2 separate regions of the Macaca mulatta genome follow, and region 2 is linked to region 1. The links are chromatin contacts, called in public Hi-C maps. All regions are on one chromosome and are shown on one strand. Each heading gives the region's core, a stretch centred on a gene start, on an enhancer-like site or on the middle of the called end of the contact. The rest is flanking DNA. Distances are from core to core; before and after follow the strand shown. Region 1 holds the start of C16H17orf100 (chromosome 16 C17orf100 homolog). Region 2 holds the start of BCL6B (BCL6B transcription repressor).

Region 1 (5,511 bases), core at 1,339-3,838:
TACAAGGAGAGACATTATATCACAATATAAGGAATAACTTTCTAACATCTGGCTAACAATCAAATCAGCTGTCCCTGACAGAGTAACATGGGCTCAGTGAAAACCTCCAGAGTGTAGATGACCATCTCTCGGCAACGTTTTGGGTAAGATTAAACTTGTTGGTGGCTAAGGCTTCCAACACTGAGTCTGTAAATCTACATACATACAACATTTGTTGAAATCTATTTTTCTTAAAAGTCTTTTCTTTGGATTATTAAATGGATAAAAAGCCAGAAAAGGTGCAAAGGGTCCTGAAGGCAATATAAGATGTATATGCTTCGTGAGTCAATTGTTATTGGACACAGAAAAGTGACTTCGAAACAAGTTTGAAACATTTTCCTCTCAAACTTTTTTTTTTTTAAGGTTCACTATTGCTTTCTACCTGCTTAAGACAAAGCAGGGATGAGTTCAAGGTGTTTTTTTTTTTTTTTTTTTAATCATTAAAAGGGAATAGGTTTGTGGTTATATGCTTCTTGCAATTCAGTAAGCCTTAACACAAAAGTGTCGCTGAATGACCTGAATGGTAAATATATATATATATATATATAAATGAGTTAATGCATATGAAGCATTTAGCACTGTTTCTGGCACATAAGAGGCCTTAAATAAAAGATAGCAACTCTAAGACTCAGGTTAACATCACCTCCTCCAAATAACCCCAGAAACACCTTCCTTACAGATACCCTCTTTTAATTTCAGCCCATGGCTTATGTCACTTCATTTACAGACTGTGAGTTCTTCGGGACCAGAAACCTGGTGAGATGGGGAGGGTGGTGAAAGACAAGGTCAGACAAGGCAGGGCCAGATCATATAGGGCTTTAGCCCAAGAAAAGAGACTGGATTTTATTCTGCATGGTATGGAAAGTCATGGAAAGGTTCTAAGCAAGAAAGTAAAGTGTTCTGATTTATATTTTTAAATGACTAAGTTGGTTTCTGTGTAGAAAGCTGTTTTGCTTGGTTTGGTTTGGGGTGGGGGGGGGGCAGGAAGGTAAAAGTGGAAGCAGAGATAACCAGGGAGTAGATTACTGCAGTGATACAAGTTAGAGATGAGAGTGTCTTGTGTTAAGATGGTGACAACGAAAAGAAGTGGAGAGATTCCAAATACATTTTTGCCAATGTGAAACGAAGAAATCTATCATATCATAAAGTATACACATGCTTAGGATTATAAAAATTAAACTTACTTTAGATACTTGGCATATTCTGGGTCTTTCCAGTAAAGCAAGTATTTAAGATAATTAACAAAAGCTTTGTCTTTGAAGTAACCTCTTTGGGCAAGAACTGAAAAGCATTAAAAAAAAAAAATGTCTGTAGGTCAAACCAATCTTTAAACTATGCTTTGTTACCCCTAATGTAAAGGATCTATTTACATAAAACCCCCACCACCAACACACATTGAATTCAAAACACAAATCCCAGTGCGCAATTATATCTATATACCAGCATAAGTGTAATGTCATTCAATTGAGAATGTGTAAAAGTAGATACTATTTTGAATTGCAACTCTTCTGTCAGAAATCATTAGTAGCTACTCAATTTAATGAGGTGCTTAACAACTTACAATTAAGGTAATTTGGGTTGGCTAAACATTGCACAAATTCCAACTCCAACTGAAACCGAAGTCGATTTCCAGCATCATCTAGGAGACAAGACAGCAAAAATCATGGAAAGTAAGGGTCACTGTATATAATACTGATTTGTAGTAAGGAAACAGCAATAAAGAAACCTGACTAATGCCGAGATGGTCTTCCTAAACTGGGAGTTGGGGGAGATAAACCTTTCTTCGAAATCTAAGAAAAGCGGAGCCCTGATTAAAAGGAGTTAGAAGTTTCTCTAAAATTAAAGAGAAATCATCAAAGAAAGCAGCAACACAAACGGAGAATTCCTAAGATCACTAAGGTAGGCTGTAACAACTATGGCTTCCCCTATGTTAATAATGCGTTATAACAATTGTTAACAGTGATTAAGTTTTGCAAAAGCTACGTGCTGAATCAGTTAAGAAAAAGTTAGGATGCAAGAGACTGCGCAGAGCCTAAAAGATCATGGAGCGTATGCATATAAGAAGCACCAGTAGCAGAATGACACATAAAGTCCGGCGACGATATTTCAAACTTAGGCAAGCTCATGTGAGAAGCAGAAAACCAATCAAGGAGGAGACGGTTTAACACACAAGTCCTCTCCCTTAGTCTCACCCACGCCGGGGAGCTGGTAGGGTGGTGTCTGAATAGCAAAGATGTGCGAACAAACCAAATTAGGAAAACTGCAAAGAGTACCTTAGTCTTTCTAGACGCTACAAGAGCCTTCTCACCTCCTTGTCCAAATATTAACCCTGCCGAGAGTAAGGCCTGGAAGGAGGCCACGGGGAAGCCGTCTGGACCGAGGGGAGTTCCATCTGCGAAGACTCCAAGATCAGAGAGCTACTCACCTGTCTCCATAGCGACGGCAGCGGCCATAACAAACGAAGACACCAAAACGCCACCAGCCTGACCGAGCAAAAGCCCAGAGTGGCGGGGGAAGTTCCGGAAACCACGGCTCTCTCTTCCGGTCCCGGGGCACTGTGGGATATGGGGCCGGGCGGCTCCGCCCATCCCGCCAGCCCTGGGATGGCTCCACCCGCGCTGGCTCCAAAATAGCGAGGGGGCGGGGCCCGGGCCGTGGGAGCGCCTGAGGGGCAGGAGCCCAGTGTTTTTAGCCTTGGAAGGATCATGGTGTTTCCACGTCATCGTGTTGTGGCGCTCCCGGCTATGGCAGTACCGTAGTTTTCCTCTCTTCTGCCTGCGGTGACCGTTGGGCTGGGGGGTGCCCCGAGGCCTCCTTGGCCCCCTCACGCCGGCAGAATGGCCTCAGCCCGAGGGGCCAAGCAGTCTTCTCCCCGGGTGGGGACCACCCGCTACACAGAGACGTCCACAGTCCGCGTGGAGACCTCGTCCCACCGTGTGGAGACCTCGTCCCACCGCGTGGAGACGTCGTCCCGGCGGGTGGAGACCTCCCAGCGCCGCAGCGAGGGGCCCTCCCTCTCCCCCTTGGGGAAGCGGCTCCCTGGCATCCTCGAGGCGTCCTCCCGGCACGTGGAATCCTCCTCGCAGCGCACGGAAACGACGTCCCGCCACATCAGGGCCTCGTCCCTGAGGGTGGAGACGGCTCTGCACTGCGCGGAGAGCCCAGCCCCGCGGGCCAAGCCGGCCGCCCGCCAGAACGAAAAACCGGCCCGATGAGATGCTGCTTCCCAAAGGCCACCAAGGGGCCAGGGCCCTCAGCCAGGACAGAAAGGCCTCCAGTTGCCAGCCAGCCAGCCAGCTGCCAGGTGGACCAATCATTTTCGGTTTCATGGAAACAAACCATAAATCAATGGAAGAAACAGCCAAGCCGCAGTTTCTGAACACAGCCAACGTTTATTGACCATCCTGCGTCTTGGACCAGCCTACTTTTGACCCAGTGAACTATTTTCACTTGAAGCCAGCACAAAAGATTTTCATGCCCAGGATGCTGTCTAAATTGGCTTGATGGACAAAGAGGCTGTTTGAGCCTCTGAGCCAGGTGAGTTTGGGATCCACAGCCCTCAGAAGACCTTCACCCCTTAGGAACAGAGACCAAACTGAAATCATGACCTGTGGAATGATTCCATGCCTGCTAGAAACTTGAGGGGCAAGGAACAGACTCATAAATTATTAATGGCCTTTGTTTATGTTTCAAGGTAACTGGTGGTTTTCTTTATGCTAAGTCTTTGTACCTGGCACTCCCATCCATACACTTTTTAAAGGTAGGTTAGATGTAGTTAAAAATGACAGTAAACCCACCAGCAAGCAAAAATAATCTTAGAAGAGAAAGTGAGAGGAGGCCATTGAAACCTGGTCTGAGGTTTGAAGAAGATGGAGAAGAGTCATATTTATTGAGAACCTGCTCTGTGCCAGGTACTAGATGTTCCTCCACTTACAATGGGGTTACCTCCCATTAAAACTATTGTAAGTTGAAAATACGGTAATTTGAAAAGGCACTTAATATCCCTAACCTACTAAACATCATAGCTTAGCCTAGCCTACCTTAAACATGCTCAGAACACCTAACGTTGAGCAAAATCATCTAACAGAAAGCCCATTTTATAATAAAATGTTGAATATCTCATGTAATTTATTGCATACTGTACTAAAAGTGAAAAACAATGGTTGTATGAGTGCTCAAAGTACTATTTCTCCTGGTCGCTTTTGTACCATTGTAAAGTCGAAAAATCATAAGTCAAACCATCTTAAGTTGGGGACTGCCTGTATTCTGGGAACTTGGGCTATAGCAGTAAAAAAAACCAAAGTCCCAGCTGTAGTGGAGCTTACACTCTGGTGAAAAGGCCGACAAGCAATGACAAAACGAGACAATTTTCTATTGTGATTAGCACTATGAAGGAAATATATGGGTCATGTGATAGAGAATGGAAGTAAGAGGCTTCTTTTGATAAAATGGTCGGGGAAGTCCTTGCTGATTAGGTAACATTTAATCTGAGATATGTGTGAATGAACAGTGATCTGGAACATGTGCATTCTAGGCAGAAGAACAGCAAATACAAAAGCTAGAAGGGAACAAGCTTTGAATGTTCAAGGAACAGAAAGAAGGCCAGTGTGGCTGGAGGGAGAGAGAGGCGATTATATAGACATGGAAGCAGAACTGAAGGGAGGAGTTAGAAGCAAGCAGGGGCCAGTCCACAGAAGGTCTTCTAAGCCACAGAAAGGAATTTGAGATTTATTCTAAGGTCAATAGGAAAACATTGAAGGGTTTTCAACAGAGGAATGATATGATGCCATTTACATTTTATGTGGGACAGTGGTCCTCAACTAAGTGTGATTTTGACCCCAGAGGATATATGGCAACCTCTAGAGACATTTTAGTTTGGTAGACAAGTTAGGGGGAGTGGGTAGCACATTAGGTGCTACTGGCACCTAGTGGGTAGAGGCTGGGGATGCCACCTCATATCCTACAGTGCACAGGTCAACACCCTTCCCTCTGCCAACAATGAAGAATCACTGGTCCCAAAATGTCAATAGTGCCGAGGCTGAGAAACACAGTTCTAGCAGCTTGGAAAGCTAGAGCATGGTCCATTAGGACAGCATGCCACTTCTACATAGCAGGATTGTAGTGAGACCTAAGAAACAGTCATGGAAGAGGGTTGACTTTAAAGGTAAAGAGAAATCATTAAAGAAAACAGCAGCACAAATCGGACACAATACCTACCACTTGTGGGCCACTGTGTAGGAATTTTAACAGTGATCACTAAGGTAGGCTGTAATAACTGTGACGTCCCCTATTTTAATAATGCATTGTAACAATTGTTAACAGTGATTAAGTTTTGCAAAAGCTACCTGCTGAGTCAGTTAAGAAAAACTTAGGATGCAAACTGAACAAGAGACTCCAAAGAGCCTAAAAGATGATGGAGCATATCATATGTAAGAAGCACAAGTAGCAGAATGATACACAAGTCTGGCGACG
Region 2 (5,511 bases), core at 2,039-4,538, 360 kb after region 1:
GCGGGAGAGGCAGCTGCAATGCCCCAGTCAGATTCACCCAACACTACATTCCTCACCCCATCTAGAGGGGTCCCAGGGTCCCCAAAAAATCCCAAAAAAATCTAGGATGTTGGGAGAACGGTCCTGGACTAGCTCCCCAAATTTGGGGTCCTCAGATACCCCCGTTTTTTCAGGAAAATTCCGTCTTTTGCCTGCCTCCCGCCAGCCCTGCTCTGTCCCGATGCCAATTTTGGAAGTCACTCCCTCCTTCCTCCTCCCCGTCTCTCCAGGCCCCCCCCACCGCTCGGGGGCTAGGGTCCAGGACACCTGGCTTCCAGACCGGGGGGAAGCACTCCTCAAAGGGCTAGGGGCCAGGAGGTCAAGCTCATTGCCCCTGTCTTAAGGAAGCAGGAAAGCCCGTTCCTCCCTTCCCCTCCCCCCTGGCTGGTCTCCGTGGTGGTTTAGGAAAGCCTGGAGGATTGGAATCTGCCATTGCTGTTGCACAGGCAGTTTTTTTTTCTTGGGTTGGGGGGGTGGGCGGTGGGAGGGAGAGAGGGGAGGAGAGCCGAAGAGAGAAGGGACCCAGGCGCGAAGAGCTGGCCTGGCTTACCCTGTAGCCCCGGCTGCCGTGGGGAACCCCTCCCCCCCATCTCACCCACACTCTCAGTCCTCTGTCTGCTTTCTGTTTGGGGCTCATCCTAGAAAATCAGGGTACAAGAATCACCTCCTTGTACCCCACCAGCACCCCTCCTTGCCACACTTCCAACAGCACTGCCCTCGTCAGGGGTGTCCACTTTGTGAAGGGACACCCCGTTTTCCTCCAACTTCCCCCAAACTAAGGGGTGTTCCCTTAAGAAATTGGGATTCAGAGCCTGAAACCGCCTTTTCTCCCTCACTTCTCCCTCAAGCCACATAATAGTAAAAGGAGATACCACACCCTTTCCAAGTTTCTCCCTTCAAATCCTGGGCTTATTTGGGGGTTCACTAAAGAAACTTCTCAAATCTGGGGTGAGAGGGTACTATAAGCAAAAGACATCCCAAACCAGGGTCCCAATTACGTGAACCCCCAAATCAGTCTCACCTTATGATTATCCCTTAGCTTCACCAAAAGCATCCAGAGTGACAAAACACCCCCAAAATAAGGACACCCCAGAACTTTAGTCTCCTGTCCTCGCGGCCCTCACCTTGTTTCTCCCCCAGGGAAAAAGCTTCTTGGGTATCCATAGATACACTGGAATACCCCACGTCTTTCCACTTTGTGGAACATGAGTTTCCACAAGACCCAAATACAAAAGTTTGCTCCCCCCTCCCCAGACCCCCAATCACAGATAGCCTCGAACTTGCTCCCAGCTTCCTATAATGTTCCACCTCAAACTAATTTTTAAAACTCCAAATTGAACTTCTTATCCCCCAAATCTAATCTGAGCCTTGAAACGTAGATGGCACCCCAAAATAGACTGCACCCCCAAATCGGCATGAGTACTTTGGTTCTGCTGATAGTCCAAAATGACACAGATGAGCACAATCTCCAAATTGTGGGTGTCAGAACCCGCAGAACTAATGTAGCTTCAAAGTCAGCCCCATACCTGAAACTTACCATATAGGCCTCAAAGGCTGAATGCAGCCACCGGTGCTCACAATCAAATCAACACCCCATAATAAACAGGCACCCCACAACTGACCAAATAATACTCCATCCTGATGCCAAAGGGAGCCCTTAGTCTAATTCTCATCTCCAGGCTGGGCAGAGACCTAAATAACCCTCACATGTCAAAGCCACCTCATCGTCACCTCATCGTCCTGAATTTCCCAATTCCCGGTTTCTCAGCTGTTCTTTCATGCATTCAAATAAAGACACACTCCGGTCTGAAGGCGAGGGCCCCCGGCCTGATATCTAGCCTCATGGACCATGGCCGGTCAATCCTGGCCGACTGTACACTCTTCCCAGCCCAAATCCGGGGAGCTTCTGCCTTGCAGCTGGATTCAGCTCTAGCACCCCTTCTCCAAATGAGCTTTGCCTTGCCTCCCCGCAATGTCTCCCGAAACAAAATATGAGGGTGTGATCCATGCCCATCTCTCAGATCAGGGACTTCAAATTAGGGTTGTTAAGCCCCCTCCTGCCCTCTCTCCCTTCTCCTCGTTTTCCCTTCTCTTGTTTACCCCACCCAATTTTAATATTAATGTGCAATTAAAAGTCACCTCCAAAGACATCTGGGTAGCAGTGTCTAGCTTAATTCGAAAAGAAACCCGGAGTTCCCAGGCTCAGGTCCCCCTTCTTGTCGCACCCATTCCCCTGGCTCCTGAAGCCCACGATTTCTCACCTCAGGTAGGAACCCCAGCCTGAGGAGAAAGTCCCCTCGGTCCCCTAACTCTAGCTCCCTCCGCCCAACCCTAGTCCCCTCCTAGGAGACAGAGGTGCAAAATAAACCCGCGCAAACGGGAGGAGGCTAAAGGTTTCAGCCGCCCAGACCGAATGGATCCTGCGCCCGGGTCTGAGCGCACCCCCGGCCGGGTGGAGACGAGGGGCGAGGCGAGGCCAGTGCTCGGCCGCCCCCTCGTGGAAGGAGCCGCACATTGCAGAGCCTTGCCTACTTGCCGCGCTGGACCCCGGCGTCCCGCCAGCCTTCAAGCGTAGCCGACGGGCGGGTGCCCGAGGCCCTCCTGAGCTGGGATTGGGGGAAAGCGAGCGGGCTTTGGGCGGGAGTCCGTCTCTCTGGATCCCTACAAGGACTCAGAAGAGAGTCGGGAGCAAGATAGGCCGGACGCCTGGGTCTCCCGAGCGTCTCTCGCCCCTCCACCCCCACCTCGGGGCTTTCCCCACCTCCTCGAGGGGAAGCAGCTGGCGGAGCCGTCCGGTCGCAGGACAATGGAAGGAAACCGACTAGAAATCATATCCGCCCTCTCCCTACCCCGCCCGGCCAGAGCCCCCCTTTTTGTAGGCCCGGGTACAGGAGCCTGTCATTCACACCACACCCTCCCCCGTCTGAGACCCCACAGGAGCCCACTGTCGTCTGCCCAAACCTGCTTTCTCGTTGGGATCCCCCTTTTCTCCCTTAACACAGTACAAGAAGGGGAGAGGGGGTGCCGTATGCACTTTGCTCCTGGCAAACCCTCCCAAAAGCCAAAACACCAATTTTCACTGGCCCAGGCCTTCCGACGACTCAGACTCCCGTATTTCCAACCTCGATATCCCTAACCTCCTCCCCAATTCCAATATCCCCGTCCTCGTGTCCACTTGCAGTGACCCAAGACCCCCTACGTTACGACCACCCCTTGTTTCTGAGGTCCCGCCCTCGAGACGGAGACCCCGCCCTGGGCTCGCCATCTGGAGAGCGAGGGAGGAAGGAAGGATACAGACCCAGGCGTTCACCCCACCTCCACCCCCGCCCCCGACATCCCGGCCAGATAAAGGAGCCCAGGCCAAGAGGGGAGAGAGACCCCGCCCCCCTTAAGAAGAGAAGACGGGCCCCTGCAGGACGGGGGTAAGAACAAGAGACTGAGGGAGCCAGACTCCTGGGTCCCCCAAGAGGGTTGGAGCTCGTGTGGAGCTTGCCATCAGCAAGCCTGAGCCCCAGAAACTGGGCTAAGCTAGGGATCTGGGGACTAGATAGGAGTCGCAGAATTCCGTAGTTCGGGGGAGAGAGCCTCGGCTGGGGTTTGGAGGTGTGTGGACGGCAGGCCGTCAGATCTCTAGGCAGGGTCGGACACCTGAGACACAGGCGGGCAGAAGGGAGTGGCGGTGCTGGAGGGGCACTGGGAGTCGAACCCAGGGCGATGGGCGCGGGATTCCCCACGCTCGCCAACGACGCAGCGGTGTGGAACCTTCAGCTGGCTCCAAGCGCTGTGGGATCTGGAAGAGGCAAGGGAGCGAGGGTGTCGTAGAGGGTATAATGAACAAGAAGAATTAGGAGGGAGGCTGCGTGTGCCGGGGCTAGGGGCTGGAGGCCCTGGCTCTAGCTGCACCACGGAAGGAAAAGGCAAACAGAGGAGGGAAGGCGTCTTAGAACTGCCTGGATCCAGAGCACTTTCCACGGCCTCTACAGGCCTGCGTCGCTATGGGTTCCCCCGCCGCCCCGGAGGGAGCGCTGGGCTACGTCCGCGAGTTCACTCGCCACTCCTCCGACGTGCTGGGCAACCTCAACGAGCTGCGCCTGCGCGGGATCCTCACTGACGTCACGCTGCTGGTTGGCGGGCAACCCCTCAGGGCACACAAGGCAGTTCTCATAGCCTGCAGGTTCGAGGGGTGGGGCAGGGGCGGGGCCAAATGGGAAAGGGGTGGGACCACAGGGCCTTTGAAAGGGAATCCGAAGCCAAGTCTTTCAGAAGCAGGAGGAGGAGCGTCCGAGAATTGGGGGCGGGGTGATAGTGAGGAGGCGGGACTTTTCAGGGGGCGGGGCTTCCTAAAGCGGCGCGTGTCTCCCTTGGTTCCCCAGCCCCTAAGGGACCTATCTGCTCTCTCTCCAGTGGCTTCTTTTACTCAATTTTCCGGGGCCGTGCGGGAGTCGGGGTGGACGTGCTCTCTCTGCCCGGGGGTCCCGAAGCGAGAGGCTTCGCCCCCCTACTGGACTTCATGTACACTTCCCGCCTGCGCCTCTCTCCGGCCACTGCACCTGCAGTCCTTGCGGCCGCCACCTATTTGCAGATGGAGCACGTGGTCCAGGCATGCCACCGCTTCATCCAGGCCAGGTGAGGGACCCCGGCTCAGCGTTCTCTGTGGGTGAGGTATTAAGGGCAGAGGCAGAGATTAGGCAATGGCACTAACGTTCATCACACTTTCCCCAGCTATGAACCTCTGGGCATCTCCCTGCGGCCCCTGGAAGCAGAACCCCCAACACCCCCAACGGCCCCTCCACCAGGCAGTCCCAGGCGCTCCGAAGGACACCCAGACCCACCTACTGAATCTCGAAGCTGCAGTCAAGGCCCCCCCAGTCCAGCCAGCCCCGACCCCAAGGCCTGCAACTGGAAAAAGTACAAGTACATCGTGCTAAACTCTCAGACCTCCCAAGCAGGGAGCCTAGTCGGGGAGAGGAGTTCTGGTCAACCTTGCCCCCAAGCCAGGCTCCCCAGTGGAGATGAGGCCTCCAGCAGCAGCAGCAGTGAAGAAGGACCCATTCCTGGTCCCCAGAGCAGGTACAGAGTCTAGAACCTCAAGAATTTGTCAGAGCTGACCTCAGCTAGAAGACAGAATCATTGGGCCTTCGTGGTCAGGAGGAAGGATGAAGGGAAATAGGGGGTGCATTTCAGAGACACTAGCTCACCTTAAGAAGCTGGCCAGAGACCAGGTTTATTCAGCAGGGTGGCACTTGGGCAGTACGATGGATGTGGCTCATTGGTCAACAATATTGGCTCACCTCCAGAGGGCAGGCCTTTGGCTCCAAATTTCCCAGGAGAGAACCCCCATCCCCCATCCATACAATCTCTTTTAACCCTTTCCCCTGGGCCTTGCCATCTGCCTAGGCTCTCTCCAACTGCTGCCACTGTGCAGTTCAAATGTGGGGCTCCGGCCAGTACCCCCCACCTCCTCACATCCCA

What was found. Hi-C and Micro-C count contacts between places; a contact is called where the count stands out from the background.
Region 2: a contact with region 1 is called in a Hi-C map of fetal cortex germinal zone, with 5 times the contacts expected there. The contact joins the promoter of BCL6B here to the promoter of C16H17orf100 in region 1. A contact is called at or near these places in 2 of 14 Hi-C or Micro-C datasets (fetal cortex germinal zone and fetal cortical plate).

What each region holds. Positions count from the first base shown.
Region 1 is chr16:8,132,033-8,137,543 of T2T-MMU8v2.0, forward strand. It overlaps C16H17orf100 (chromosome 16 C17orf100 homolog), which reads left to right and starts at 2,589. Exons shown (of 1, transcript XM_077970178.1): 1 at 2,589-5,511. The coding sequence starts at 2,877. The coding sequence ends at 3,254. It overlaps MED31 (mediator complex subunit 31), which reads right to left and starts at 2,592. Exons shown (of 4, transcript NM_001194236.2): 1 at 2,465-2,592; 2 at 1,601-1,678; 3 at 1,224-1,320. The coding sequence starts at 2,492.
Region 2 is chr16:8,495,356-8,500,866 of T2T-MMU8v2.0, forward strand. It overlaps BCL6B (BCL6B transcription repressor), which reads left to right and starts at 3,289. Exons shown (of 9, transcript XM_001105202.5): 1 at 3,289-3,461; 2 at 4,023-4,213; 3 at 4,444-4,665; 4 at 4,762-5,109; 5 at 5,437-5,511. The coding sequence starts at 4,035. LOC106993873 (a long non-coding RNA gene) reads right to left here and starts at 20. Exons shown (of 3, transcript XR_001440248.3): 1 at 1-20.